2 separate regions of the Astyanax mexicanus genome follow, and region 1 is linked to region 2. A link is a contact called in public Hi-C data. All regions are on one chromosome and are shown on one strand. Each heading gives the region's core, a stretch centred on a gene start, on an enhancer-like site or on the middle of the called end of the contact. The rest is flanking DNA. Distances are from core to core; before and after follow the strand shown. Region 1 overlaps si:ch211-225b11.4 (thyroid adenoma-associated protein homolog). Region 2 overlaps pik3ip1 (phosphoinositide-3-kinase interacting protein 1).

Region 1 (5,493 bases), core at 2,690-5,189, 43 kb after region 2:
GGAGTCTGACTTCACATGTGTAGGAGGAGACATGTGCTAGTCTTCAGCCTCCTTGTGTTGGGACTTTAATTGGCCTAGCTAAATTGGGAAGAAAATAAGGAAAAAATGTAATCATTAAAAAAGAAAATAAATGAAATGAATGAAAAATATCTCACCTTTGAGAGAGGAGCAGACTCAGAGCACACAGAGACTGGGAGAGGAGCTCTGGACCTCCTTTACTGTCCTTCAGATCATCCAGAATAAGCTCTACACACTCCTGCAGCTCTGATTCCTCAAGCCCAGAGAGGAGAGGCCCAGACTGGGTCAATTCTGGGCTCAGGACTTCCACTAGTGCCATCAGATACGCTCTTCTGTACTCCACATCCTGATCCAACAGCGCCTCCTTCAGGTTGGCCTGCACACAGAGTATAAAATGACATAAATAATCTGGACTTTACTGAGCCTTTACCTAACCTAGACTAACCTCCACACTTTCCCTACCAACACTATATGGACACAAGTATTGGGACACATGATTATTTATTGTTTCTTTCCAATTCAATGGTATAAAAATCCTGCTTTTGTTGGAGTAACTTTTTACTAGATATTGGAACACGGCTTATCCCAAAAGTATTAAATGTGATACATTTGGTTATTCTGATATACTTTCCTATATAGCTTTCCAAGCATATCCAGGATCTATTGTGCATATTGTTTTCTGTATTTCTGCATAAATATGACCTAAAACAGCTTCAGATTTTGGATGTTGGTGGTTTCCTCACATTAACTGCTCATTCCAGGTCCTTCTGCAACATTTCAATTGAATTCCATTGAAAAGGTGATACAAAACCCTTTTTCTCTGCAGTAAAATAAGTTACTTACATTCTGAAAAAGTGAGGGCTTTGAAATATCCTACAGGACTCTTGGAAAAGCTGCCTGTTTTCTATCTACTCCACTTAATAAGCCCAGATCAGTAACAGAAATTAACCCAAATTTTGCATGTTTGAAAATAGTTTTGTTTCGTTTGTCTAGTTTTTACATCTAAAGGTTTGGAGCACATGAACTGTTTGATTTGTATTCAGGAAAATATAGATTTTTAAATTTTATGGTTTTATTCATTATATTTTGGCTTTATCAGATGCTTAAATAGAAATCCTCAATATTTAGTGGTGTAATATCAGGCAGACAAATGATAAAAATCCTGTACTGTTAAAGGGTTAAGGTCAGGACTTCAAAAAATAAACTTTATTCTTCTTTAGTCATTCTTTGGTAGAAAGACTTCATGTCTGCTTAGGGTCATTGTCCTGCTGCATGACCCACTTTCTCTTGAGATTAAGTTTATGGACAGATGTCCTGACAGTTTCCTTTAGAATCCTAGAGGTTCACATACTTTTACCACTTAAAATATGTAATATTGGATAATTTCCCTGAATAAATAAATAAATTATCAAGTATAATATTTTTGTCTTCTTTGTTTAACACTTTCACTTGCAGTCGTGTTTTTACTTGGATCTCCATGGAAACCCGCGCCCAAAGTGTACAGTAATTACGGTGCGTGGCAGTGGACAAATTGCTATTTTATTAAACGTGAGGAGACAAAACTCAGATGTCAGTCCGGACAGGACTAAAATTACTGGAGGACCATGAAAAGATTCAGCGAAAAACAGTAGGTAATTCGGCCTGTAATTTTTTTTAGAGGACGTCTGAGAAAAAAAAAAAAACATACATGGTCGTTCCAGATGGGAATAAAATCACAGAGAATGCCCATTAAAAAGAAAATTACCGCCTGAAAACCCCCTGAGAAACTAAGCACTACTGTAGCAATATTGGAAGCTGATGGTCTATAGCCACAGCTTTATCTTGTCATTATAATGTCATTAAATCATGCCCAGACTGGACAGAAATGCTGTTAGAGACTGCAGAGAGAGGTGTTCTAGCTTGATAATGCTGCTATGTCATTACTACTCTATATAAAGAGCTATTAGGTGTGTATGTGTTTTAAAGTTTAAAGTTCACAGAAAACAGGTCCTTCACAAAGAGAACAGGGTGTAAGAGCCTGCCCGGGCCCAGCCTGTTCTGTACTGCAGGATTTCTCAACACAATAGCAGCGTTAATATGCCTCAATCGGCCAAGAGCACAAGCAGGGTATCAAACATCACCAGCCTGGCTTAAACCCCACAGAACAGAGCATTACTGCAGCTTTTACAGCACTAATTTCCTTCCATTGTGTTGGGTTTAATAATAATGAAGACAAATGGACCACCGCATGCAGAGTTAAGCTCTTACTGCAGTTAATCACAGAACCACCGTAGAGCCTAAAATATCCAATAGAGAAGCATTACTGTGTTTATTACAGTATAGAGTCAAGCCTAGGTTTAGCTAAATTGTAATACAGTTTTTTAGTAATACAATTCAAATTGTGAAACTCAAACAAACATATTAGATATATAGATGTATTAAACAGAGAGTGATCTGTTTTAAGCATTTATTTATTTTATTGTTAATAATTGTGGCTTACAGCCAATAAAAAAAATCAGTGTCTCATAAAAATTAGAACCGTATTTTTCGCACTATAAGGCGCATTATGCGACACTAGTAAGGAACATGTTTTACTTATAAATCAGTGCAGCTAAGTTCAGTTAATACAAGTGTAATTCTTAAAAATATATATTTTTTTCTTTTACAGTCATTTAGGTGAGTAAAGCACTTCAGTTTATTTACAGTGAGATTAGATTTTCAGATATTCACTATAGTTGGGTGCAGTAGTATTATAATTAGAAGCTAAACGCTAGCACTAGCCGAGTGTTCCGGTAAGCAAGGGCGATATTCGCAGATATACTTAATTCTGAACAGAACAAAAGAGCTAGCACTTAGTGTGGTTAGCGGTTAATGCTAATACTGCTCCAGTCCTACAGTCTACTACAGTCCAATAATACTCACCTCCGAAAGTCAAAAGAGCTAGTGCTTAGCGGCCAATGCTAATACTGCTCCAGCAGTGTTAGTTGGGGTTAGCAGCAGGCTACAGGCCGATAATACTCACCTCTGAATGGCGAAAGAGCTACTGCCTAGCGACTAATGCTAATACTGATCCAGCAGTGCTAGCCAGGGTTAGCAGCAGGCTACAGTCCAATAATACTCACTTCTGAATGGTGAAAGAGCTAGTGCTTAGCGGATAATGCTAATACTGCTCCGGCAGTACTAGACAGGGTTAGCAGCAGGCTACAGGCCGATAATACTCACCTCTAAACAGCGAAAGAGCTAGCGCTTAGCACAGTTAACGGCTAATGCTAATACTGTTGGAGAACTAAACTGAAAATCCTGTATAACGCTGTACTTCAGCAGAGTGGCTTTACTGCTCCTTAATACCTGACTGGTAAAACTGATACATAAGGCGCAACAGATTATGAGATGCACTGATGATTTTTGGGAAATTTTAAAGATTTTAAGCGCACCTTATACTGCTAAAAATACGATAAGCCCAATTGTTACTTTTGTCAGTGTGGGCAGTGTGCCAAGTCCTGCTGGAAAATGAAAGCCGCATCTCCACAAAAGTTGTCAGCAAAGGGAAGCATGAAGTGCTGTAAGATTTTCCGGGAAAACAAAACTGCACTGACTGCATTCAGAATACGTTTTAACATTGTTGTTTCAGTTATTTATAAATGATCAATTAATGTCTGTACAAAAATGTACTATTCCATGTGAGAAGTTAGTAGGACATAGATGAACCCTACACAGAACCCATCCTACCTCAAATGCAGCCTAGGCTTTAAAACAGAGCTACAGATTAAGCTTAAGCTCAGGCAGGGTCTAAATTGTAGATGTCAGCACTGAATCATGAATAAAATCCTGCTGAAATCTGTGCTTACAGTAAATCTGACTCTGTGTATAAACATGTTATAACCTCAGCTTACCTGGATTTCTCTCTGCAGCACTTTCTGCAGGCCGGTTCCTCTCCAGCCTCGCCCCTCCTTTACCCACCTGACCAGCGTGAGCCGTGCAGCTGAACTCTTACTGGAAAGATCCTGCCAAACCTGCTCCGCCCACTCAGAGTCTTCACACAGGAAGTGGACAGCTGTTTGGTGGAAGGAGGCCGAGCCGAGCTGCACAAAACGGACAGGAGATAAGAGGTTTAGACAGAAGAAAGAATGGTGTAGACTGTGGTAACTGTTCTTTATATTGCTGATTTGTGTTCTTGACCCCTCAGCCACTTAGAAACACAATGGCAACCACATGAGCCACCTAGAAATCACATAGTAACACCTGCACTATAGCAACTAAGTAATTGAGATACCATACCATCTAAATTACCACCTAGCAATTTCACAGCAACTACATGGGAATCAATAGCAGCCACCTAGCAACCACCTGGGATACCATAGTTACCACCTGGCAACACCATAGCAACCACACATCACTTAATTACTTAGTAACACCATAGAAACCACCAACTGAGATACTATATTGACCACCTAGCAACCACAACAGCAACTGGATGCTATATTGACCACCTAGCAACACTACAGAAACAATTGTCAGCTATCGGCAACATCATACCAATACCAACCCACTTGGACACCACAGCAACCACTGTGGTGGCATATAATATCAACCATCCAGGAAGAGCCTAGCAACTGCCTGACAACCACTGTGTGTTTCCTTCAGTAAATACACCTTTCGAGTTGGAGATATATATTTATATATATCACAATTGCACAGCTACTACCACAGCAACCACTTGGAATACCATAGTCACCACTTGGCAACATCATAGCAACCACCCAGCTCTTACTTACTTGGCAACACCATAGAAACCAACTAAGATACCATATTGACCATCCGGGAAACCATCTAGCAACCAAAACAGAAACTAGAGATCACATTGACCACCTAGCAATACTATAGCAACATCATACCAACCACCTTGGACACCACAGTATCTACCTGGAATATAATATCAACCGTCCAAAAAGAGCCTAGCAACTGCCTGTAAACCACTGCCAACCACCTGGAAAACCATAGTCACCACTTGGCAACACCATAGCAACCACACAGCACCACACAAAACCAATGAAACCAACAGAGAAGCCACACAAGACCATATAAACCACCTGAGATAGCATACCATAGCCACCACTTAACATCATACCAACCCCCTGGGACACCCCTGCATCCACCTTACAACTGACTGACAACTATTCTGTTCCTTCCTTCAGGAACTACACCATTCTAGTTAGAGGTCACATCTTTAGATTACTTTTTATATGTATTGTTTATAATTAAAAATGTATAATTGTTTTAACATAAAACAGAAATAATATAAGTATTTTCCAGGCTATGCTGTTTAGATTATTTATTTTACTACTGCATATAAAACAATACAAATTCTGTATGACTTTAGCATGTTTGAGCAACACTGTAACTGTTAATAACTTTTCATAATTCCAGGCACCTCCAGACTGTGTGGGGATCTGGTTGTCTCCTCCAGGAGCACAGAGCACAGGCGGCTGAGGAAAG
Region 2 (5,556 bases), core at 2,973-5,472:
TACACAGCGTGATGTAAATAGATAATGATGAATAATAAAGCAGCTGAAGATCACAGCTCTGATCACAGTTCTCGTGTAACTGGAGTTCAGAGCTTTTTGTTGTTGATGATGTTTTGAGACTGGTGTAAGAAATGTATAAAAGGTTTATAATTAATTTTTTATGAGTTTTTGAGTTTTGGGATGATGATATGGGTTTTGTTGATTTTTTGTAGAATGCTTATTATTATTATTATTGTTATTATTATAAAGGTACTGATGTCTTCCGATCGTAACCACTACAATGTGTATTACTTTAGTGTTTCTGACACTAGTGTTTTATAAATAAATCTTAAATGAGTGGGTCTTCTTTGTTTTTTTATATATATATATAAATTAAACAGTAGATTATTGCTAGAATTTCTATCTACCTATCTATCTATCTATCTATCGGTGTTGTGTCAGTGAAAGCTGCCACTAGAGGGCGCTGCTGGACAAAGATTAGAAGATGCACTTGCGACCAATCACAGCTCAGATAATGCATTCAAAAAAGTTTAATTAAAAATATTTTTTTAGGGATTTTTTTCCAACATTTAACAGTTAAATTCTTAAAAATCTTAACTTTTTTTCTTTTTGGATGTTTACTTTTTTATTTTTATTTATTTTTTGTTGAGAAAAACATACTTAAATATATATATATTTTAAATCTTTTTTTTTACTAGTTTTTCTTTTTAAAAAAGAAAAGAAAGAAAGCTATGTTTAAATTACAAACCTTATTTAGAAAGATCAAATTGATTTTTTTTATTTATTGCTTTTTTGATATTTATACCAATGTCAAAATTGAATCAGGTAAATTTATTAAACAGCTCATTCCTGTTTTATTTGTGGGCACATGACTATAAATATTTTAATTATTATTAACATTTTGTTCGAGAAATCAGGACAGAATTAAAAAAAAAATATATAATAATATTAATTGTTCCCAGTTTAAATAATACTAATAAGTTCAGCCACATGCTTTTAGCTAAGATGACTTCAGGAAACCTAGCCCAGTTTAAACCCACATTTAAACAATATGTAAAATAGAACATATATATATATATACATATATTAACAAATCAGAAACCATCACATCGCTTTTTTTTTTATATATATATATATATATATATATATATTTTTTTTTTTTTTATTATTATATTACATATATATATGCTTGTTTTTTTCTCAGTCATAGCAGTAAAAATCTACCAAAAATAAAAATACAAGTTAAATCTTTTAAAAACCATTTGCAGGTGTACTCCGGTAAATCCAGATCATTGAGAAAATTAAATCAGAATTCTCCAGAAAAACTCCAGATCAGAACAAAATTAAAACCAACCAATCGACGAAAATCATTCCCCAGTGACTCCAGAAGCTTTTAATAAAAGAAAAAAGTCAACATTACATCATTACAGGCTTTCCTCTTCTTCTGTTCTGAATGATATGAAGGAGGATTTGCTCAAATTAATGATTGAATGATTGAATTAATCAATGAATATCTGTTTTTTTCATCCACTTTGTCATAGAAGGCAGTTACAAAGTGAAGGACTCTTTGTTTACAGCCAAGAAATGCGTCCAGCCGCCATTCTGAGCTACAGTATTTTTAAGGTCACAGCTGATGTATTCTTCCCAAATCTTTGCTACACACGATTCTTTGTGAACGTACAAAAAACGTGAAAAAAAACATCAATCAAGTGAAAATGGTGGAAAAATGCACCTTTTTTAACAACGTTTTATTCATTTTAAAATTAGAATTATTTATCAAGGCCCCGCCCTACCTGTTTAGAGTTTGGAATGCAGATAACAGTGGATACATAATATGAAATAGACGTATTTATTCTGTCCAACTTGGGCCTGTATAGATACATTCAGAATTACAACACTAAGGCCATCATTAAGTCTATGGAAACCCAGGCATTCATTATTCCATTCTTTCAGCGCCTGAGCTCAAAATAAGCTCTCGCCTCTTAAAAAAAAAAACAAAAAAAAAACACTGAGATAATGTAATGGTTGGGAAACACTTAAGAAACGGAATTTAGCTTATGCTCTAACTGCTCAATAACCACTTTAGGCAGAGTAGAGCAGAGCAGTATGGGTAAACAGAGGCGCAGTAAGGCCCAGTTTTATTAAAAACAGATTTTGGACAAAAAAAAAACAAAATGGAAAATTTCTGTAATTTTTTCTTAAACACTGAGTTTGGTAGTGTAATACTCGTTAACGGAGTGTCTTGCTATGCTGCAACCAGTGTATCAACACTGCTCAATTGTTGTGACTTAACCTGAGAACTCAAATGCGCCCCCTGTTTCGTATTGTATTAATGTTAAAGTTCATGTGCTTTCCGTAAATCAAGGTTACGTTCAGACTGCCAGCCCAAATCTGATTTTTCAGATATCTAGATTGAATCCAGATTGATTTTTGATAGTGTGGACAAGCAGAAACATGAAAGTGGTCTAAATGGAATCAGTTTCTTAATCTGCATTTGTTTTGTCTGTATCTGTATCTTTCCCTCAAGTACAGAATTAAAGTGAAGCCCCTTGTTCCGTATTCAACACTTGTAGATATCCAGATTGAGTCCAGATTGAGTTTTGATAGTGTGGACAGCCAGAAACCACATAAAAGTGGCTTAAATGAAACTGTTAGTCCGTAATCTGAGTTTGTTTTGTCCGTATTTGTATCTTTCCCTCAAGTACAGAACTTCAGTGCAGCCCTTGTTCCGTATTAAACACTTGTATTAATGTTAACGTTTAGGTGCTTTCCGTAAATCAAGGCTATGTTCAGACTTGCAGCCCAAATCTGATATTTTTGATATCTAGATTGAGTCCAGATTGAGTTTTGATAGTGTGGACAGCCAGAAACCACATAAAAGTGGTTTAAATGGAACTATCAGTCCGTAATCTGCGTTTGTTTTGTACGTATTTGTACATTTTCCTTAAGTACAGAACTCAAGTGAAGCCCCTTTTCCGTATTTAACACTTGTAGATATCTAGATTCAGTCCAGATTGAGTTTTGATAGTGTGGACAGCCAGAAACCACATAAAAGTGGCTTAAATGAAACTGTTAGTCCGTAATCTGAGTTTGTTTTGTCCGTATTTGTATCTTTCCCTCAAGTACAGAACTTCAGTGCAGCTCTTGTTCCGTATTCAACACTTGTAGATATCTAGATTAAGTCCAGGTTAATTTTTGAAAGTGTAAACAGCCAGAAACCACATGAATTTGGTTTAAAATATGATTTACGATAACATCTGATTTGTACTGATGCATCTCAGTCTCAAGGCTATGGAGGCAACTCATGTTTGTGATGTCCAGACATGCAAATCCAGTCTGATTGTGTGGACAGGTTTCAATTTCAGCAGATCTGCTTTATGAAACAAATCTGGTTTGAGAAACAATCCGATTTACGATTTTCCTGCAGTGTGAATGCAGCCTTTGACTGGATTGGGAGCTGAAAATGCAAAAGCCTTAATACTGATCTCCTGGATCAGATCTGGACCTTTCGGGACTTTAAGTGTCTCGAAATATTTGTCAAACCTGCAAGACCACAGTGCGCAAGACCATATTAGAAGATGCACCCTTTCCCGTAAACCACATCAAAGCACTACAAGGCTTTAGGATAAGTATATACATATATCCATCCATCCATCCATCCATCCCACAGTTTAACGCTTTGTTAAAACCATGTTTTTCAGAAATATCTTCAAAACCTCCACAGATACCTCTCCTGCAAGTAAGATGGACAGAAGGTCTTCCATGCCACACTTTTCACTCTGCAGTTTTCACTATCTTAGTGTATTTCAGTCTGTTCAACCACAAACTCAAGTGTGCACTTCAGGACAGGTCAGCAAGAGGATTCCTAGAAATATTCCTGGAAAGAATCTCTAACATGCACTTTTATACACCAGCCCTTCTTCCTCACGTCCTCAGTAGTGTGCTCTTATGTTCTTGTGTCCTCCTGTCCTCTCCTCGTCTCCACCCAGAGAACAGAACATCAGCTGTCCATGAAAAGCTTCTGTTCTTCCAAAAAAAAAGGACTTTAAAGACCAGCAGGGCGATAGAAAGAGAGTGTAGTTTTAGTGTTGATCCGTTAAAACGCTGCACAGTCTGGTATTCTTCTTTCCCAGATCTCTCAGGTCCTGCTCTCAGGCTCCAGGAGTTCCCGCCGGGTCCATCAGGGGGTCTCCGCCCTCCACAGTGTCCTGAGGGGTCCGCTCGCTGGGCTCGGCCGAGATCACGATGGTGTTCTCGTCCACCAGCTCGCAGGTGGGGTTGGCGAAGGCGGAGAGTGGAAGGGTGATGCGGTGCATCTCGCGCTCGTACACTCGCTGCTCGTGCTGCTTCTTCAGGTCGCGACCCCTGCAGAGGAACAGACAAGCTCGGATCAACATACAACTACAACATACTAAAATAAACATTTATCTTGCAAAAATTTCTGTTTTTGTTGTTGTGCTGCACTCTTGAATTTTGCTCATTTTCATGTAAATCTAATAAAGTTATTTGAAAAAAAATGTGTGTATTTATTGTGTACATGTGTATATGTATAGAAAATTATTTGAGAACAAGAAATGTAATTTTACTAGTATACAGATGTCACCATTTCATAAAATTATTTTATATTTATTATTTATTTTACTAAAATTAGTTTTATTTTTCTTGAAAAAAAGTACTGAAAAGTGTCACAAACTAATTACAATAATAGGACTGAATTAAAATATGCAATAAAAAAAACACCAAATTCTGAAAAAAAATAATTCTCAAAAATTGCCATGATTTTGGACCAAAGACTATATAGCCTTACCATCACAAGAATTTATGGACAATTTTTAAATTTTCTAATTTGCATGTAAAAAACACTTAAATCAGACTCAATCCTCCTCCTCATTGTTTGCCAAAAACAAATATGATTCAAATTAAGTGTAAAAACAACCAAAATAATCTTTGCACCAAATTTGCTGAATTACATAAGACTATACTTACCACCCAAACATTTTTGGACCATTTTTAAATTTCTACATTTTCATGCAAAAACACTTAAATAAGATGGAAAATATCTCCATGTGATGTGAGAAACACCAATCATTTAAATTAAGTGTAAAAATCACCATACAAAATACATAAGACTATAGTCTTGCCATCACCACACATACCATTCAAATTAAGTGTAAAAATCACCATGAATTTTTGGACCAAATTTGCTGAAATACATAAGACCATTACCATTACCATTACCATTCTTCATTTTCATGCAAAAACACTTAAATAGGCTGAAAAATATCTCCATGTGATGTGAGGAACACCAATCGTTTAAATTAAGTGTAAAAATCACTATGAATTTTTGGACCTAATTTGTTGAAATACATAAGACTATAGTCTTACCATCCAATCATTTTGGGACCATTTTTCAATTTTTAAAAGTGTATTAAAAACACTGAAAACTGTTGAATATGTCTCCAGATGGTACTATACAAATTAAGTGCAAAACTTAACATAAGCTTTTCCACCAAAAATGACAAAATACATAAGACTATAGTCTTACCATCACCATAT

Evidence for each region. A called contact is a pair of places that touch in the nucleus more often than the background predicts.
Region 1: a Hi-C map of muscle shows a contact between it and region 2, with 14 times the contacts expected there. The contact joins two enhancer-like sites. A contact is called at or near these places in 3 of 3 Hi-C or Micro-C datasets (blood and muscle).

Annotation. Positions count from the first base shown.
Region 1 is chr22:30,376,457-30,381,949 of AstMex3_surface, forward strand. It overlaps si:ch211-225b11.4 (thyroid adenoma-associated protein homolog), which reads right to left. Exons shown (of 31, transcript XM_015606250.3): 25 at 5,429-5,493; 26 at 3,891-4,079; 27 at 156-394. Among protein-coding and RNA genes, the nearest start is that of pik3ip1, 22 kb to the left of the region's middle. Within about 2 kb of position 3,940, the one cell type or tissue checked has an H3K27ac peak away from gene starts, as active enhancers do.
Region 2 is chr22:30,332,724-30,338,279 of AstMex3_surface, forward strand. It overlaps pik3ip1 (phosphoinositide-3-kinase interacting protein 1), which reads right to left. Exons shown (of 6, transcript XM_022667455.2): 6 at 1,367-4,365. The coding sequence ends at 4,152. limk2 (LIM domain kinase 2) reads left to right here. Exons shown (of 16, transcript XM_049470322.1): 16 at 1-341. Among protein-coding and RNA genes, the nearest start is that of pik3ip1, 22 kb to the right of the region's middle. Within about 2 kb of position 4,223, the one cell type or tissue checked has an H3K27ac peak away from gene starts, as active enhancers do.